Linked DNA regions of Mus musculus: region 1 is linked to region 2. A link is a contact called in public HiChIP or PLAC-seq data. All regions are on one chromosome and are shown on one strand. The core of a region is the stretch at or near the end of the contact, and the rest is flanking DNA. Distances in the headings are between cores, read along the strand shown.

Region 1 (6,648 bases), core at 2,492-4,991, 210 kb after region 2:
CTACCTTACTCAGCAGCTGTCTTAGCTAGGATTTTTATTGCTACAGCAAACCACCATGACCAAAAAACAGCTTATACTTCCACATTGCTGTTCACCACTGAAGGAAGTCAGGATAGGAACTCAAACAGGGTAGGATTCTGGAGGCAGGAGCTAATATAGAGGAGTGCTGCTTACTGGTTTGCATCCCCTGGCCTGCTTAACCTCTTTCTTATAGAACCCAGGACCACCAGCACCATCACCCACAATGGGCTGGACTCTCCCTTACAGATTGCTAGAGAAAGTGCCTTATAGCTATATCTCATAAAAGCATTTCCTCAAACGAGGCTCCTTCCTCTCTGATGACTCTAGCTTGTGTCAAGTTGACACAAAACTGACTAGTACAGTAGCCAACAGGCAAGTAACAACCTGCCCTGGGCCCCAGTAACACGTTAATTCCTGCCAAAGCCCGGGATACAAGGTACTGCATAGGCCAAGGAGGACAGACGAGGTAAAGAAACCAAACAAACAATGGTTTAAAAAAAAACTGACGGTATAGTAAGTGGGTCGGGGGTGAAGCTGGATGGCAGGAATGACTCCAAATATTCCCAGCTCAATCAGACAGCTCTATTCAGTGACAACGAACTTAAAACTTAAAACATGATGGTGGGGAGTGTGGCAGGGAACAAGAGCGGTGACAGTTTGAAGTGATACATGCCTGAAGTGACAAATATGTCAGTTGCCCTGATCTGATCATTACATGCTATGTGCATGTATTCAAGTATCACACATGAATGCGTACAATCACTATATCTAGAAAATCTTTCAAAGAGCTTGTATAGTCAATTTGGATGAAAGAAATAGCTAATATCTAATAATGATATTTTTAATCTTTAAACAAATAAATAATAAAAATATGAGTTAAAATAAGGAGGAACTTTATCTGAAGTGGACAAAGGTTTGTTTTGTTTTGTTTTGTTTTTTTAAGTAATGCTAACATGAGCATCACATAGCTGATAGTGGGACTGAAGACTGTACAGTCTTTTTGGAGAGCAGAGCAGACCTACAATTCAAGAACACTACAGCATCCCTGTTCCTTTGTAATTCCATTTTTGAGAAACTGATCTTAAGCAACAAGGACACAATGAGAAGATTAAATTATGAAGACATTCATCATTACATTTGGTAGTTCACATATAAATAGCCACTAATAATAGCTAATAAAGCTTCATTCATAGTGTGATTGTGGAGCTAAGAAGACGGTACAAGGGCAGATCCTTACACGTTACTAATCACCATTCACTGTTCCAAGTAGTTCACATGGAGTCATTCACTCACTTCTCAAAGCAATTTGGCATTCAACTATAGGCAGACCAGTGCTACTGTCATGTCTGACTTCCCAGTGAGAAATCTGAGGCACTGAGAAGGTGACTGAACTAAGGTTACACTGAAACAAACTCTGACATTCTAGGCTGAAATTCAAAAATTCAAATGCTATGGAAACAAAATGTTATCATAAATTTTTGGTAAGTTATTCGTTGCTAAACCTTGCCATAACCTGATGTCAACCTATGTATCACCTTTATCCCAAGTAAGAGTGGATTCAGTTTACCATAGAAAAGTTAATGTACTTGATGACATTCAGGGTTCAATTAGTTGGTGTTCTACTGCTATGAAGAGTCACCATGACCACTGCAAATCTCAGTAAGGAAGGCATTGAATTGTGGCTGGCTTACAGTTCCAGAGGTTTAGCTCATTACCATGATGGTGGGGAGTGTGGCAGGGAGCAAGAGCGGTGACACAAGGCACACATGGTGCTAGAGGAGTAGCTGAGAGACACATTGGGCCTGGCTTGAGCTTTTGAAACCCCAAAGCCCACCCACAAGCATTCAAAGATATAAGCCTATGGATGCCATTCTTATTCAGACCATTAGGGTACAATATATACACACTCTGGATCCCAGAGGATCCATCCATCCACCATATCACCCTTCAATAAAATGAAACATCAGCCCCACGGGTTTCAGGCATGGAACTGTGATAGAACTAGAATGAACATGTAAACCATCTGTCTGGTTCTGTAGTCTGTGCTTCTAGGCACAGCATGATATTTTCATATACGACTGAATGCCATGGGGAAACAGTTGTAACTCAAGCATCCAGCTCGTTATTAACGCCCCTAGCCCCCGTGTGCCAGACACACAAATGCTACTGAAGGGAGATAACTGTGCCGGAAGGGCCAATGTTTGAGGAGGTTTGTTCCAGATAAATTAATCAAATATAGTGATCACTTTGAGGAAACATTTGGCCTTGGGATATTAAGGGTGACCAAGAATTAATTAAAGAGAACAACAATGGCAGGGACAGGAACATGTGCAAAGGTCCTGAAGTGAGACAAAAAGCCATGATGGAAAACTGAAGAAGAGTCTATGTATCCCCAAGCACAGAGGCGCATGCTTGCAATCCCAGCTACCTGAGAGACTACATCAGGAAGAAAACAAGTAGAAGCTAGCCATAAGGCCTGGCCTAAATTTATTTATTTACTTATGTATTTATTTAGAGTGCTAGGATTGAATTCAGGGCCTCCCTGTGTGCTGTGTGTGTGTGTGTGTGTGTGTGTGTGTGTGTGTGTGTGTATGTATGTATGTATGTATGTATGTATTATGTATCTATTTTGTGTACAATTTGTGGAGTCTGTTCTCTCCTTCCAACACGTGGGTCCTGGGGATCAATTTTGTGTCATCGGACTTGGTGGTAAGCACATTTATTTACCCAAGGAGCCATTTTTCTGGCTCAGCATAATCAATTTGTAAATTTTAAATATTGTTCCTGCTGTAGAGCAAGAGATAAAATAGGAATACTTTAAAATGGGACACTGACTTCAGACCAATTAGAAGGTAACTTCAAGAGACACAGTAAGAGCATGGTAGCCCAGACTAGGGTGATAGAAGAAGAAACAGAAGTGGTTAGATCTGATATTTGGTTTGAAGACAAAATGAACACAAAGTCATGGCAGTATGGACATAGGAGAAAGGGAAATGGGTACTGATGAGGGCAAGATTCCTGGCTTGAAAATGATATAGATATATGATTCATTAGGAAAAGAACACTGGTGGCTTACACAGACTAGACTTTTAGATATGTAGTATCTCGGTGTGGTGCTCACAATTTGAAGACATGACCTGGAGAACAAGGAGAGCAAGCTTAAGTTCAAAATCTGTTGCTTTGGCATTCCATTCGCAGATCCTTCCTCCTACATAGGCTGGCTTGATCTTGCTCTGATGTTGAAGGTGGGTTGTCAGACCAAAAAACAGCGGGGGGGGGGGGGGGCAAGGTTCCTCCGCTGTGGTTAGGCGTGAGGAGCACCCCGAATGTGCAATTATCCCCTACAACTAACTTAACCACTTTCTATTTGTCATTCACAGGGCAATACCACATACAGGCTCATTTCACCCGACAACGGTGTGAGAAATTCTAACGTGCGTCTAGGAAACAGAGACAGCAGGTTTAAATTCCCTGTCCTCAGAATCATCTGGAGACTGCTCTTAACATCGCCCTGCCTCCTGAGCATCCACTCTGTGCAAGGAAAAAGACTTAAGAAGCTACCACATAACGAGGTCCTAGTAGATGTCAGGCTCTTAGGAAATTAAAAAGACACCAAGCCCTTACAACTCCATGGCTTTTAAGGACGTTTTCCCACACACACACACACACACACACACTTACCCTGAGTGAGATCACATTAAACTTTCAAAAATGTTTCCTGTAGCGAACATGGGATGGGAGTGAGGAAGTGAAGATGGACCCAAGCAGCAAGGGACCACCCCAAACACCAGACCAGGGGAAAATGAGGTCCCGGGTGTTTGGGTCCCCCGAGACTCCTAAAAGGGTCCGTGATCATCCCCAGGACCCTCCTCCGCGCAGGACGCCTGGCCGACCGCTGGCTGGAGCCCTGAGGCCCGTTTGCCTGCGGTTGTCATAGCAACGGGGCTCGAAGGCTGCCTAACCCTCCCGCCCACCTTTTCCCTCAGGGTAGGGCGAGTCAGCGTTGCGAGGCCACTCACCACAACGGCCGGCGGGCTGCCCCTGACAGAGGCACACACTTGGACCCGAGTGGTCCCCCAGCCCCGAACGCCACACCTAAAGAAGCTGAACTTTTCTAAGGCCCGGGATGCCGACCCAGGAGGTGGACGGGGTCTGCACCGGGACAAAGCGCGACAGCAAACGCGAAGCCCCAGCCTTCCGCGCGCAAGTGAGGCCTGTGAGGAGAGCGGGGGCCGCACAACGGCGCCCGCGTGCCCGGGAGCCTGGTCTCCGCGGGCCGCACCCCAGACACGGAGCGGGGAAGCCTGCCTCGAGCACCGTGTCAAGTAAAACGCTTTTCAACAGCACTGTCGCTATCGTGACGGGATGTTCCGACTTATTCTCAGTCATGGCCCAGGCGGCCGGTGCTCGTGCGGCGAGGCTCGCCCGTCCAGGGGGCCTCATACGATGTGAACGTGGTCAGGGCGTCTCTGCTGAGAGCTGGGTGTGGATCCTCACAGAAAGGCTGAAGTGGCCCGTGACGAGTCAAATAACATATCTCTAGACTTGTCCCAAGCCTCTGTGGGACCATCTCCAATGTATGTCGCAAGCAATGGAGCCGTGAAAAGCTGGCTACAGCTGTATGCTAATGTTCTATTATTGATCTGAACTAGGAATGGCTTCTGTGGGCGGGTCCTCTCTCCAGCAGCTGTCGGGAAGAAATTCAACTCTACTTGGACTAGCATAATTATTCAAGGCAGATGTCTTCTAAAATTAAGGTGATTGATAGCCAGTAACAGTACAGCAAAGCAATTAATTTTATTGCTTACAGGTGTACATTTGGCAACTACTTAATCCTGTTGCTTTCATAGGAGGGAAAAAAGTGCTCAAAATGGGCACAAGTAGTTGGTAACTTCATTTTGGAAACCATTTTTCAACCACAAATACTCCCTGCCATGTACTATATTAATAGAACTTTGGGATCTTGGCCAAGCAATGTTCTGGAAAATTACAGAACTATCGTCTAACAAGAGTCTGGAAGAGATGTGAGAATTTGCACTCTGTATGTCCCCCTTGCCTGTATAGAAAGATGGCATGATTGCCCATCCAAGCCTAAGTCTGAGCATGAGTTTGAGGAGATAAACTACTATCTGCTTCACTGAACTGTGACATGCATGGATCCGCCTTTAACAAACCCCTACGAAGGCTTTTAGACTCCGGACCCTTCCAAAAAACAACTTCAAACATCTGACAAAGCCTAGTTAAGGGACAACACTGGTAGGAAGAATTGTTGGAAAGGCATGCTGGTGAGTCCTCCCCTGCAGTCTGTCAGTGATGCCCAAACTTGCTCAACACCAGACATCTACCGGGAATTTTTGTTTTACTTTATTTTGTGTTTAAGTGTAGATTCACAAATTATACACTCAGAGATTCTGATTAAATAGGTCCCAGTTTTGAACGGGTGGGTAGGTGTGTGTGTGTGTGTGTGTGTGTGTGTATGTGTTTCTAGCACTGGTTAGGAACCAGTAGGCTAGGGTTTTGTTTTGTTTTGTTTTGTTTTTTCTGAGTTGGGTCAGACCATCGAAGCACACTGTGTTTGTAGTCTGGGAAGATAGTTTCAGTTGATAAAATACTGACTTCAAGCATGAGTACCTGAGGTTGATTCCCAGAACCCAAGTTAAAAAAAATAAATTGAAAACTGGGCACAGAGGCACATGCTAATAATCCCAGCACTAAGGAGGTAGAGACAGGAGGTTTCCTGAGGCTTACTGGCCAGCTATCATAGACTAATTGGTAAGTTTCAGACCAGTGAGCAGTCAAAAACCAAAGTTGACAGTTCCTTGGAACAACACCACCTAAAGCTGACTTCTAGCCTAAACACACACACGCACACACACGCACACACGCACACACGCACACATACACACATACACACAGGTCCATTTATTTGGGTGCATATGAACATGTATCTCTGCCGTGTTTATATGGAGATCAGAGGACAACTCTTGGGGCTCAGTTCTCTCCTGCCACCTTGTGGGATTTGCAGTTCAAACAAGTTCAGGCCTGCATATGTGCAACCTCTACCCACTGAGCTGTCTCACTGATACCCTCCAAAATGTTTAAGGCTGAGTGTACCACCTTATCTTCCCCTTGGAACTCTGCCTATCGCAAGTCTTTAGCATCAGCCTTGCTCCATTTGCTTATATTAAGAAACGATATCAGTGGCTTGCAAGCACGGCTTGGTAGATAAAGACACTGAGTAGATAAAGATACCAATCCTGACAACCTGTCCCATTCCCAGAACACATGCAAAGGTAAGAGAAAGCCAACACCTGCATGTTGTCCTCTGACCTCCATACATGCACCGTGGCACAAGCACATGTGCACACATGTGCAGACACAATAATAAAAATAAATAAGTTTTAAATAAGAATGGAGCTTTTCCCCTGACAGTAAGTAAAATATTTGTGACATCTCTGCATTTGTTAGAGGGTTTGTTTTGTTTGAGACAGAACTCACTATACAACTCTAGGCGTCCTAAAACTCGATGTGTAGACCAGGCTGGCCACAAACTCACAGAGACCCACTTGCCTGCTGGGTACTGGAATATAAGGCATGCACCACTCTGCCTAACTTTAAAGCGGTTTT
Region 2 (6,554 bases), core at 487-2,986:
CCTCGGCCCTCCCACATTGGGGAGAAGCAACAGCTCTTCCCTTCCCTCAGGGGCGCCTTCACAGGGAGTGGCCCCAGTAGCGGATGTTTCCAGCATCCACTGACACCTCAGCCAGATATGAAAGGAAGGAAGCCTCTGAGTTGAGAATATATTCTGAGTTCCCCCATCTTCCCTCTCACAGACAGGATTTGAAAACCCCAGGAAGGGGATCCCTGGGACAGAGAGTTAGGGATCTACCCTGGAGGAATCTGTTTAAGGTTGCCACCAGGCCTGGAGTGGGAATGGTGAAAGGCAGGAGAGTGGGGCAGGAGGCAGGCTTGAGTGTCCTGACCCAGCTGTCCTCTCAAAACCTGTGAGTTTTATCTGGCCCCTCTCCACCTGCAGAACCTCTTCCACCAGCCCATTCCTGACAGGGATCAGGGCTTCTTTCTGTCTGCCTCTACTCCTGCCCTCCTGTCAGGGATGAGCCGATGCCAGAATCCTGTAACCTCTAGGAGGCAGCAGAGAGCACAGCCTGAACAGCTAAGCAGCTATTGGGCATTCATTTCCACCTCTGCAATGCTGGGTACCTGGGGAGAGCCCGCAGGCCTCTCTGGGTCTCTGGTTCTAGTTTTTTCTTATTGGGATGATGACTCACAGTCCTGTCTCTGCTAGATGCACAGATGGGGAGAATCTGCTGTGAATCTAAAGAAGGGGTGGGGAAGAAGGTAGGCAGCCAGGGAGAAGGGAGGACCAGCCTGTGTGTGTGTGTGGGGGGGGGGGGGGGGGAGAAGGTAGGCAGCCAGGGAGAAGGGAGGACCAGCCTGTGTGTGTGTGTGTGTGTGTGTGTGTGTGTGTGTGTGTGTGTGTGTGGTGTGTACAAGCGTGTTCACTGGGGCAGAGTTTCACATCGCCAAACCTGGAAAGCACAGTGGCTGATGTGGGGGTATTAGCCTTGAACAGTGGGACCTGAGTGCCAGTCCTGGCTCTGAGAGAGGAGGAGGAGCCTAGTACCCAGGGGCCTCGCATGCCAAGAGCCACTTTTGTACCCCTGCCTGCCCCCACTCCTCCATCTGCCTGACTTTACCACTAATAGGTTTAGGATTTCTCTTTGTAAAGAAATATAACCCAGCAGGTGGGAACTGGGGTCCCCAGCCCACCCAGACTTCATGCCCCACCCAGATCTCCCCTGGGAGACTTGGAGTTGGGCCTCATTCTTCCCAAGAGGGCTGGGAGGTAGAAGAAGCTGGAGGGCCCCATTCTGGCCTCTGACAAGCTTCATCGGGACGCCCGGAGGGGTTTATTTGGATTTTTTAATTATCATTTTTTACTTTTTTTCCTCCTCATGAAAAAGTTTTAATATACACAGTAAATTAAGCCCAGAAAAAAAAGGAGGGGGGCACATTTCATCTTTAATCTATTTACTTCTGAATATTTAACATACAATTCTGGCACCAATCACCAAATTTAACTGGAAAATTACTCACTAATCTGTTTGCTTATTTGGAATAATTGGGTCGGCTGCCAGCGCGAGGATTTCCCCCCCTGTTTAATATCTCAGTTAGTAGTCCAATTTCAGCTTGGCGGCATAATTACTCTGACAGAGCTGTAGCCACGGGGCCTGTGAGTGGGGCTGCTTTTAAACCGTAAATTATGAAGGATTAGCATTTATGAATTTTAAATCAGGACTGGGGTAGGAGACACTAAAGCTGCTTAACGCTGGGGAACAGCAGCCTCCACTCAGAGGCGTCTGCCGTAACCCTTCCGCTCCCAGGACATCTGAATGATGGGGAGCCTGGAGTGGTGACCTGGTGGAACACAGAGATCGACAGGGTGGGACACAGAGGTGCAGAGGGGAGTGGCCAAGCAATGATGGAGCCCCTGAGGGTCAGGATTCCTAGCTGATGTAATGGGAACAGGGTTCAGCCAAGGCCATCTACCCCTGTGGGAGGCAACAAGACTCTACTTTTCATTGCCCTAGAGGGAGGCTAGGAGTGACAAACCAGGAGTTAAGGTCAATCCCTGCATCCCCCTGCCTCCACACAGACCTCTACCCTGTGGTAGGATGGGTGTCTTTTCTTGAGACTTTTCTGGCAGCTGATGTTAGTTTCTGGTCTACTAGCTCTGGATGACAGGAGGGCCATCTATGCCTTCCCTAACATGTCACAGCACTTCTAACTATCTGTCTTCCTCTTTTTCCTTCTCCACAGGCCCCTCTCTAACACCTGGTGGAATGTGCCTAGCTGTTAAACTAGACCTAGTTAATTTGATGCCAAGCTAAATCTCTTGGTAGCTGTGTGACCTTGGATAAATTTCTTTGTCTTGCTGAGTCTCCATCCGACTTCAATGAATCAGTAGTTCCTACCTGTGGGGCTGCTGGGAGACTTGTGGGAAATTCCATGGGTGAGGCATAGGACATTGTGATTGGCACATGTACACATGGGTTCAGTTGACTCAATGCCGTTTGAGGTCTGCCTTTGGATGGGAGTCAATGTGCTATATACACTACCATCTTTTTGTCCCTCACTCATTCTTAGGGGAAACTTCAAGTTCCTGGCCCCCAAGACTCCACAGGTCCTTCTCTGGAGAAGTGCAGTGGTCAGGAATCTGCCTCTCTGGCACTTGACCTGGTTGGAGCAAAGAACCTCCAGCTTCCCAGCACGGTTGAGTTGGGCTTGAGATAGTAGAGTGACCTTAATCAACTTGTATAACTTTTCTGTGCCTCTCTTCCCTATTCTGAAAATTTGGTATGAGAGCAGAAGTATCCCACCATAGTACTGTTGAGAGAATTAATGAGTTAGTCAAGTACAAATCCAGGGTCGCCTTTGGGGCACAGGAAGTATCAGCAATGGTAGCTATTCATTATCTATACAAGGGAGAAGGCTGGTCCTATCAGTGGAACCTGCCTATTCTGAGGCTCCAAAGTGGCTTTCCTTGACTTTGGGGAGATTCCCTTCCCAACTTGTCTACAAAGCAAGAAGGAAAAGGACAGGACCCAAATGGGTAGGGCATGGTGGAGACCAATCTGGAACACATGGCACAGAAGGCCACACCTCTGCCTGTCACGTGCTGATCAAATTACTATGATCATCTTCCTATTACCTGTAGTTCTGGTAAGGGGCTGCTGAGTGATTTGGTAAGATCACCAAGATCCAGGGGAGAGGTAGAACAGTAGAAAGAAAAAGACATAGTCTCAGCCTAGAGACACCTGTATGTGTGAGTTAGCACTCCTCAGGCCGGCCCAGACTTCTGTGCCTGAGGCTCCCAGGCCAGAGCTAGCATAATGCGTCAGACAGTCAGGCAAGGAAAAGAGAAGAGCCAGGCTAGGGAGCCCAGCATGAAGAATGGGCAGGCTGAGCTGCTGAAATGAGGGGCCTGGAGTCAAAGCTTGTTTGATGGGCTCTCTAAACCTCTCCTCTTTCTACTGCTGCTTCCCAGCCTCAACCAAACTGGGGTCTGGATTACGATGTATACCCAGTGTAACAGGGTATCATTGTCTTAACTCTCCTATGGTAATTCATTCCCCTTTCTGGGCCTCACCGTGCTCATGGGAAGGGCTTGTCTGTTGGTGGGCCTAGCATTCAAGTTCACACACTGCTATGTCCCAGAGTGGACTTGGCACACCATTTGCTCTCTTCAGAAGGCCTCATAGTCTCACCCCAGGACCAGATTGGACAGAGTTGAACTTCAAGATGTCACTGGATAAATCTGACTGCCTGACATCATCCATGACCATAGGCCTAATGACTAGTCAAAGACAGTCCAAGTAGCCCCAGCATCGCTGGCATTGGGGGCTCTGGGGCACAATGAACACACATACGCACAATGTATACACACACAAAGTATACACACAATGCATACATACAATGTACACACAAAATGTACACACACATGCAGGCACACAAACACATACACACACATGGAGGCGCGCACACACACACACATACACAGGCACACTGGCTTCAAGGAGCCTCACATGCTATGCTAATGTTTTCCTGTTTGTTTGCTTAAAGGTGGCCTCTGCAATCATTTTACTCTAGCAAATACATCTTAAGGATCTTCTCTTTGCTTCCTTATATCATGTCCCCAGGGGTTCTGGCTCTCCAGGGCCACAGGATTTGGGGGAATAAGCAGAGAGGGCAGGGGGTGGTCTCAGCAGTTACATACATGCACATCCAGGCCAAGGCGAGGCTGCACTCCCAGTGGCCACACAGGATTTCTGGCCCTGCTGGTCTTCAACCACGCTAGGATGCTTGATGGATGGGAAGTGCCAGGTTTGTCGAGTCCTTGCTGGGCTTTGTGATAACTCATTATATTTCTTTCTTTACAAATTGCCCCATTAGCACTCCTGAATTGAAGGGAATCACAAAGCCGGGAGCATCCCATCCCGGGCTGAGCATGGGCTATGAATTTCCTGCAGAGGGAAGGCTGAGTTTTGAGGCAGGGGCTATAGGGACAGATGGCTGAAGTGGGTCCCAAATCCTGCAAGGGAAATGGGTTTGTTTTCTTTAAACTTAAGAGAATAAAAGAGTTCTAACCAAGCCCTGCTGGATTTAAATAGCAAGCTCTGCCTCGCTGCTCATTGGCTTTCAAGCTGGGGGCGCTGATCCCTGTTTGAGGGGTTAAACTCTAACCCCATTAAGCCATTTATGGAAAGCTGACCACAGGGAAGTAGGCAGCCCCTCTTCCTGCAGCCTCCCTAAACCCCACAGATTCTGAAATTGCTTGTCACTCTCAGTCAGAGGGTTCTAAACAAGCAGGCACTAATCCTCTCTGTTAAGGAGATACTTACTTTGTCTGAAAAACTTCAAAGAGCCCATGACAGACACTCAAAATCAAAATTAGCATTCCAATGAGGATTTAAAAAAATAATAATTCTTACAGTGCTGCAAAGGAGAGGGGGAGAGGTGAAGAGACTTGGCCTGGAGGCTGAGGAGGGGGTGGGGGGAGCAGCTTTCATCTCCCACCCCAGCCAACAAGCAAGCCAGGAGCTTGTGGGGTCAGCCCCTGCAGGCTGAGATGCTGGAGCCCCCCACCACCACCACATCCACCAAGGGGCAAAGGCTGCACCACTGGCCTAGACCTCCAGGATGGATAGGCAATGGCCAGGACCCCAGAGGATGAGAAGACCAAGGCTTAGAGGGGGCCTCAGGCATCTGTAGAAGCCTGCTATCTATCCACCCTCAGGGTGGCTTGACTGTAGGCCACAAGGAGTGTACTCTGCTCACAAGGCTTGGAGGAGTGAAGGGATGTGGACAGGTGTCCTGGGACAGCTGAGTGGCAGAGCATGAGCTCCAATTGCTTTGATAATACATACCCAGGGAAGGGTTTTATTTGGGATCAGATTTAAGAGTTCTACTACTCCTTTTGAGTCCTGCAGATTTTCTATCTATACCTAATGGGTATGTAGCCTCCTTCCACCCTCAGCCTGACCTTGGCTCTTAGCTGAAGTATTTCACCCCAACTGGCCCTACAACTCATCTCCCCATCCTCTCACCAGAATCACTTGGAAATTTCATCTCTCACTGGACTCCACTCTTGCAGACTGAAGCTTTCAAGGTCGTTGGGAGCTACTAGACCCCAGACAGGCTGTTTCTCCCTCCCTCTTGGTTTCTAGCGTCTTCCTTTCTGTAGCTGTTCCGATGAAGCTGAGCTTCCTGGCCCCTGCACCAGTTCCTCTGGCTCCTCTGTTGGCTCTTGCTGGGGTGGCCTGGGGTGTCATGCTTCAGGATGGGATGGTCCTGAGGATGTTTCAGGATCTCACAACTTCAGGCAGGAGTTGCCAGGCGAGGCATAGGACCATCCCAGCTAGTGAGCCAGTACAGGTGCAGAGAGGACAGATGGGCTGTGGACCTATCTCAGCCCAGACAGCTCTGGCGTTCCTTCTTTAGCCCTAGGATGGGTTGCAAGGCCTTTTCTGGAGATCAGTTGGCCCTAGTTACCGGTTCTACCAACAGTATTTATGGTGGTTTTAAGCTGGTCTTGTAAGCTCATGTATTTGAACATTTGGTGCTCAGCCGGTGCTGTTTGGAGAGATGAGGGAACCTTTAGGGGGTGCAGCCGTTGTGGGAGAAGCATGTTACTGGGAGTGAGCTTTGAAGGTTGGAAACTTCGTCCTGCTCCCCCTTCCTTCTCCCAGCTTTCTCTGTATGGAGCTACCTGCTGTTGCCACCATATTTGCTCTGTCTCCCCACCATTGTGAGCTCTCTCTCTCGGACTGGAAGCTCAGTTAAACCCTTTCTAAAAGTTGTTTTAGTCATGGTATTTTATCACAGCGACAGAAAAGTAATTAGTACATTGTTTGTCGTCATATACACAACAGATGGAAGCACCTGGAGCTTTCCTCTTCTTACTCATGGCGTCCCCTGTCACCAATGGGAGAAATCCTTTGAAGGTGTTACCTCATCCATTACATTGGCCATTGGCTCCTGGTACTAGAGAAATCTGAAGGATATTTCCACAAGGCTTATCCTCAGGCATTAACCATCCTCAGGCGGAAATGTTCTCTCTTAGCCACCTGGATCTTCTCTGTGAAACGGTGAGATTCCAAGTTCTTTTATACCCACCACATATAT

What was found. HiChIP or PLAC-seq counts read pairs in DNA pulled down with a chosen protein or histone mark.
Region 1: a contact with region 2 is called in an H3K4me3 HiChIP or PLAC-seq map of embryonic basal ganglia, with 3 times the contacts expected there. The contact joins the promoter of 1700095J03Rik here to the enhancer-like site in region 2. A contact is called at or near these places in 19 of 39 promoter capture datasets (the 3T3-L1 cell line, the C10 cell line, HPC-7-derived erythroid cells and 9 more), 1 of 15 datasets of contacts at CTCF or cohesin (stem cell-derived epiblast-like cells), 80 of 484 Hi-C or Micro-C datasets (the 63-12 cell line, the AtT-20 cell line, B cells and 53 more), 12 of 115 datasets of contacts at active chromatin or transcription factors (acute myeloid leukemia, bone marrow-derived dendritic cells, differentiating embryonic stem cells and 8 more) and 6 of 9 other capture datasets (adipose tissue, embryonic stem cells, embryonic tail and 3 more).

The regions. Positions count from the first base shown.
Region 1 is chr7:109,434,877-109,441,524 of GRCm38.p6, forward strand. 1700095J03Rik (RIKEN cDNA 1700095J03 gene) reads left to right here and starts at 3,742. Exons shown (of 2, transcript NR_152110.1): 1 at 3,742-5,306. Stk33 (serine/threonine kinase 33) reads right to left here and starts at 4,177. Exons shown (of 14, transcript NM_054103.1): 1 at 4,041-4,177.
Region 2 is chr7:109,230,420-109,236,973 of GRCm38.p6, forward strand. No RefSeq gene overlaps it. Among named protein-coding and RNA genes, the nearest start is that of Gm32563, 19 kb to the right of the region's middle. Within about 2 kb of position 1,737, at least 23 of the 459 cell types and tissues checked have an H3K27ac peak or open chromatin away from gene starts, as enhancers often do. A contact at or near this core is called in the N1E-115 cell line and embryonic basal ganglia, where this site is marked.